Linked DNA regions of Ovis aries: region 1 is linked to region 2. Evidence: chromatin contacts called from public Hi-C data. All regions are on one chromosome and are shown on one strand. The core of a region is the stretch at or near the end of the contact, and the rest is flanking DNA. Distances in the headings are between cores, read along the strand shown.

Region 1 (3,323 bases), core at 120-2,619, 71 kb before region 2:
GTGGTGGTGGCCAGTCTTGGGAAGCCAAGGCCAGCGTGGGGTGGCTGGGAAGAGGGGCATGCAGGGGTCCTGATAGCCGGCTCTGCAAACATCTGGTCCTCGCTGTGGGTGGGCCCGGTCTGGCCCTCTGGGAGCTCACAGTCCAGTAAGGGGAGACAGCGGGTCCAAGGGGTTCTGAGGGGGTTATTCCTCCCTGTAGTGCCCAGAGGCAACCCCAGCCCTATGGAAGCCTCTCCAAGGCTCCCTGACTCCTGAGAGTTCAAGTCAGTACCCCAGACCACTTTCTAGACGTGCTAACCTGGGACTTAAAATCAAGGAGACGTGGACTTCCCGGGTAGTCCAGTGGTTAAGAATCTGCCTTGTGATGCAGGGGACACAGGTTCGAGCCCTGTCTGGGGAACTACGATCGCACATGCAGAAGCTAAGCCCAAGCGCTGGAATTACTGAGCCTGCCTGCTCTGGAACCTGTGCCACACACTGTACCTACTGAGCCCACATGACACAGAGTCTTGTGCCACAACGAAAGATCTCGACTGGGGCTTGGGGGGAGGGACACTTCCACCACCCCAAAGCCTAGGGAGGGTGTGTGTAGTGGTCTCACCACCCTCTCAGTCCCTAACTGCAGGCAACCTCGCAGAGTCCCACATCACTCTACTTAAATGATCCCCTTGAATTCCCCAGTTCCCTCTAATGTCCCACATCTCCAGCAGATTGCTGGGCAACTTCCCCCCTAACCCCGGGTCTAGTCCCCCCAGCCAGCAGACTCAATGTATGCATGCTGATACTAGCCAGGACCAACAACATACTTTTCAAGAGGCCCTTTTCAAAAATTATTGAGAATTTCAAGATGGTGGCAACAGAGCATTGAACCAGGGGTGGAACCCTTCTGAGTGCAGGGCTGTGTGTGCCTGCCTGGATCACGCGCCTGCGAAGCCAACCCTGGGGTCGCTACCCTTCATCGAACACTGTCGGTGATGCCAGACCCAGGGCTGGGTGCTCACCACGCATGATCTCATTCCTTCCTCTCAGTGGCCCTTTTCTCCCTATTGTGCAGACGAGGAAATTGAAGGATTAGACAAGCCGCATAACTTGCTGAGGTCATCAGCTCTTAAGGGCTGGAGCGGGGGGGAAAGAACCCAGCCTGTCTGTCTACAGAGCCTGGGCTGTTAACCACCCAGGAGCCGCTGCAGCTCATGGGGCTGGGGTGGTTGCTGGGCAAGGCAGCTGCTTCCCGTCCCCTTCTTGTGTCCTGTCGGGCAGGAAGGAAGATGAGGCAACAAACAGCAGCTGACGGTGTGGCAACAGGGGCAGTACGGGGAGGGTACCCAACCCCGACAGAAGTGATGGGTGGAGACGGTGTGAGATGGGCCCAGGGACTGTGTGAGCTGCAGGCGGCTGATAGACACCACAGCTGTGCCCTCCACCCTCTCGCCCAGTGTGGGCATCACTGAGCCTTTCCCCCTCTCCCCGAACGGCACCTCCAGCTCTGCCTGTCTCTCTTCCTCTTTCCCCGGTGGTCTCTGCTCCCCAGCTCTCTCCTTCATGCCCTTTCCAGCCAGCCTTCACTGGGGGTTGTGGGGGGAGCATCACTCAGGACTCCTCCAGCTCTGTCCTCAGTATCTCCAGAGCAGTAACAATCACAGTTTAGTGAGCACCTACTATGTGTCAGTTGCACTGCTAGACACTTAATTTTTTTAAATTCTTATTTTAAAAAACCACATTATTTATTTTGGCTGCACTAGGTCTTAGTTGTGGCTCTTGGGACCTCTCTCGGGGCGTGTGGACTTCTTAGTTGGGGCAGGTGGAATCTAGTTCCCCAACTAGGGGTCAAACCCGGGCCCTCTCCATTTCGAGCTCAGAGTCTTAACCACTGGCTGGACCACCATGCAAGTCCTCTAGGCATTTTATAAATAGATAAACTTGAATTCTCTCCGCCAACCTGTAAACGGGGGTTATCATCCACATTTTATAAAGGAAGAAATCGAGGCTCAGAGGGGCTCGGAGGTCTGTCCAGGGCTGCATAGGTGTTCTGTCTTTCCTCACTGCCTGTCCCACAGGAGTGGGTGGGCCTGATAAGGTGAGGTGGTCCCGGAGCATGGAGGAGACTTTTCTCAGCAAGGACAGAGTTTGAGAAATGGTCAGTTTGAGGGAGGAGTGGATTATGTATTGTGAGTGAGGCAGATGGTCACCTCCTTTGCGTTGGCTGCGGTGGCGTGGCGAGGATCTGACTCCGCTGTCCACCTGGAGGGCCCTCTCTGACACTTGGGAATGCAGACCTGATGGCATGAGGTGACGGGGAGCTGAAGGGCTGAGGACGCAGACGAAGAGGAAGGTCCCTCTCACACATTCTGCCCGCTGTCACCAGAGAACGGACTGCGGTAGGCACTGGGAGAGGTTAGACTGCTAGACTGCATGGGCGTGTGCTAAGTCGCTTCAGTCGTGTCTGACTCTTCGTGACCCCATGTAGCCGACCAGGCTTTTCTGTCCATGGGATTCTCCAGGCAAGAATACTGGAGTGGGTTGCCATGCCTTCCTCCAGGGGACCTTCCTGATCCAGGGATCGAACCCGTGTCTCTTGTGTCTCCTGCACTGGCAACCGATTCTTTACCATTAGCCCCACCTGGCAACCCCAGACTGCTGGAATAGAGACCGCCAAATCAGGCATCTGAACAAAATGGAAATTTCTCGCATACAAGTCTGGGTGGGCAATTGGACCCCTTGACAGGGTTGGGGACCCACACTTCTCCCAGACTGTTGTTCATCCAGGCCCTTGGATGTTGAAGATAGCACACCACCCCATCCCCTGGGTCCATGACCCAGCCAGTGGGAAGGGAGAGGAGGGTAGGAGGGGGCATAACTCTTCCTTTTCAGGACATGACTCCAAATTGCCGGATCCCTTATCCCATTAGCCAAAAGTTGGTCACCCATCATATTGAGTTACAGAGGATCTTGGGGATCATTCTGAGCAGAGCTTCTAGTATGAAAGGTATAAGAAGGGGAAATGGATGCTGTGGGGTTAGGAACCTTCGTCCCAGGATCTCGACAGGCGGAGACCAGGAGAGTCTGTGTCACGCATGTGAGGATGGCTTTTCTACGTGGAACCTCTGAGCAAAGGTTCCCAGATGGGCTTCTCTCTGGGGGAGGCCCAGGGCAGCGGGGCCAGCACCCCCCTGGCTGCCGCCCTCTCCCCTGGATGCCTCACTCCTGATCACAGGTAGAGGATTTGACTCCACGTGCTTTGACCAGAGCCCTGGTCTCAGGAGCACCATAGGATGGGGGAGGACGCTCAGTGAAGGGCACCACGCCTGCCCCTTTGGGAGGCT
Region 2 (3,169 bases), core at 314-2,813:
TGGTTGGATGGCATCACTGACTCAATGGACATGAGTTTGAGCAAGCTCTGGGAGATGGTGAAGGACAGGGAAGCCTGGCATGCTGCAGTCCATGGGGTCTCAAAGAGTTGGATATGACTTAGTGACTGAAGGACAACAATCTGGATGGTGAAACTGCCAGTACTTACTCTTTACTTTTTTGTGTGACATTGGTATTTTCTGTCTTCTACAATGCATTGAATATTTCCGTGATATGCAAACAGCAAAAAATTTATTGTATAAAAAAGAACAATTCACTGGGATAATGCTTAGCGCAGGACTGACCTCTTTCTATAGAGTGTCATTTCTCTAGTAATTAACTTCCTTAGTGTCTCACCTCCTTGGAGGACCCCAGGAAAGGCAGGGATCCCCATGGCCTCCTGCCATTTGGAGCATTACTGGAGGCTTGTGGTGTGTTTGCCTCCTGGTCACGCGGAATCCAGCTCTGGAAACGCTGCAAAGTCCCAAAGCTTGGGAGGTAAAAGTGGCGCCTGAAAGATTTTATACAATCTGAGCAAGAAACTCCTCTAGAAAGGAGGCAGTTTCTCCGCCCATCATTTCCTCAAACGGAAACTAAGGCCAACGTCAGGGTTTGTCCAAGGCCACACACCCAACTTAATGACAGACAAGGTGAGGCCTTGAATCCATGACCCTTCCGCCCTGTTGTAGTTCTCAAGCGTGCGGATTTAGGACTGTCTCTTCTCACACTTTAGTGTGTACAGGAATCACCAGGGATCTGGTTAAAGGCAGATTTTGATCCAGTAGGTCAGGGGATGGGCCTGAGGTTCTGCTTTTCTGACCCGCTCTCAGGCTGGTTCGGGGATCAGTTTAAGTAGCCACGGGGTAGAGCAGAGATTCTGGGGGCAGACCGTCGGCTTCCCAATCCTAGCTCTGCCGCAGACGAACTATTATTATAGTTACTGCTTCAGTTTCCTCAACTGCAAAATCAGTATAAGACCTAACCCACAGCTTCTTCATTAAGATTTTAATAAGTGCTCAGACCAGTCTCCCCTAAGATCTAGCTATTTTATTATTATTTACTTTTCCTAGAGCAAGCAGCGGGTGAAGTAGAGTTTGACGAATGAATGAATAACCTTTCGGGGCGCCTGGAGTCGGGAGATGCAAAAATGGAAGGGCTCGGAGGTGGGGGCGGGGGGCGAGGAGAGGCCCACCTCCAAAGCACACTCCTCTAGCACCGGGTGGTCAAAAGGATCCGGAGCGCCCGGAAGCCGGCGGCCCGCGCCCAGCCGACCAATGCGGTCGCCCGGGGGAGGGGGAGCGCCCGCCAGCCCTTTCCGTCCGGGCGCCGGAGGCCCCGCCCCCGGAGCGTCGCGACGTCTGAGCATTCCACGGTTGCTACTCGGTCTCGAGGGGCGGGGCGCCTGTCAGGGAAGCGGCGCGCGCGCGGCGGCGGGGGCGGGCTGAGGCTCGGCCGCGCAGTGCCAGCGACAGCGCCACAGTCCCGCGCCCCGCGCTCTCCGGCCCGCCGCCTGCGTTCTGGCTCCCGAGCCCGCACTCCCGCCCTGCCCGCGCGCTGCCCGAGGATGGAGCTGCTGTGCTGCGAGGGCACTCGGCACGCGCCCCGGGCCGGGCCGGACCCGCGGCTGCTAGGGGACCAGCGTGTCCTGCAGAGCTTGCTCCGCCTGGAGGAGCGCTACGTGCCCCGCGCCTCTTACTTCCAGTGTGTGCAGAGGGAGATCAAGCCGCACATGCGGAAGATGCTGGCGTACTGGATGCTGGAGGTACCGCCTGGGCGGGTCTCCCCTCCCCCGTCACCCCCGCGTCCCGGGCTCCGGACATCCCGGGGCCGCCCTGTCGGGACATCCTGGTCCTCAGCAACAATCAGCAAGATGTTTCTGTGGCGCAGATCCCCGGGGCCTGGACTTTTCACTCGCGCGCCCTTAGCCGGCTGCCTCGGTGCTGTCTTTTTCTTGCCCTTCTCTGACCCTGACCGCCAGGCATTTGGCACCCCCAAATAACCCTGTCTTCGGGCGGGGAAAGCGGGGCGAGGGCCACCCTCTCCCCTCTGACTTCTCTCAAAAGCCTCCCCCCGCCCCCACCGCACGCCCGGTCTTCTCTGGAGAGCGCGCCTGGAAAACCCTGGGCTCGGCCGCCCCCGCCGCAGAGCTGGTTCCTTGTGTGTGTCGCGGGGGTTCTGGCGGGGAAGCCGGTGGGGGTGGCGCGCTGTTCCGGCCGTCAGGGAAATGGAAAGTGCGGGAGGCAGCCGCTGGAGTCTCCTCCCTTCCTTTTGGGTGTGTGCACTGGGTGGCAGTAATGGGGGTAAGGTCCCAGTTCTCTGGCTTCTATGGGTGACTCTTCCGAACCCCTCTCCCTTGGTACGGGGGGTGCAGATCAGCCTCAGTTTGGATTCCTGAAGGAAGGGAGCCTCTGGCGTATCCCGCTCCGCCCCCCCCCCCCACTCCCACCCCCGGGGAAAGGAGGCACCGCAGAGGAAGTGGGAGGGTGTCACCTTGGGGAAGGCGCATCCTGCGTGTTAGTCCTTGTCACTGTGAGTACACCTACCCCCTCCCGTGTCTTGCTCCCCATTCCACTTCCCTTCAGCGCACCGCACCCCTCGCCTTTAGTTGCTGCTGCGTTTCCTAAGCCTCTGCCCCCGAAGTGACTGTGCGCCCTCCCCCAGGTGTGTGAGGAGCAGCGCTGTGAAGAGGAAGTCTTCCCCCTGGCCATGAACTACCTGGATCGCTACCTGTCCTGCGTCCCCACCCGAAAGGCGCAGTTGCAGCTCCTGGGTGCGGTCTGCATGCTGCTGGCCTCCAAGCTGCGCGAGACAACGCCCCTGACCATCGAGAAGCTGTGCATCTACACCGACCATTCTGTCTCCCCGCGCCAGCTGCGGGTGCGTGCATACCCTCCCCACCTGCCAGCACCCCCTGCCTCCTTCCTAACGTACCAGGATGGGGGAAGCTGAGACCTCGGGAGGCTTTCTGCCCCTGTGCAGGGTAGCAGCTTTTTTTCTTTTTCTTTTGACAAAAGATGGGACAGTGTGGTGTGATGGTCAGGGTGGCCCCAGTTCAGGCTTGCACTCCCAGCATGAACCAGATCCCCTGTCTTGACCTCCAGGGGGTGCCACTCCTTCATGGTCTTTCCCCCAGATAGCAACAAGTCAAACTGCATGTCTACACTCACCAGA

What was found. A called contact is a pair of places that touch in the nucleus more often than the background predicts.
Region 1: a contact with region 2 is called in a Hi-C map of blood, with 2.2 times the contacts expected there. The contact joins the enhancer-like site here to the promoter of CCND3 in region 2. A contact is called at or near these places in 4 of 16 Hi-C or Micro-C datasets (blood, muscle, retroperitoneal adipose tissue and 1 more).

Annotation. Positions count from the first base shown.
Region 1 is chr20:15,808,682-15,812,004 of ARS-UI_Ramb_v3.0, reverse strand. It overlaps a transcript of CCND3 not described here. Among named protein-coding and RNA genes, the nearest start is that of TAF8, 19 kb to the left of the region's middle. Within about 2 kb of position 1,369, at least 19 of the 54 cell types and tissues checked have an H3K27ac peak or open chromatin away from gene starts, as enhancers often do.
Region 2 is chr20:15,738,224-15,741,392 of ARS-UI_Ramb_v3.0, reverse strand. It overlaps CCND3 (cyclin D3), which reads left to right and starts at 1,563. Exons shown (of 5, transcript NM_001127289.1): 1 at 1,563-1,760; 2 at 2,660-2,875. The coding sequence starts at 1,563.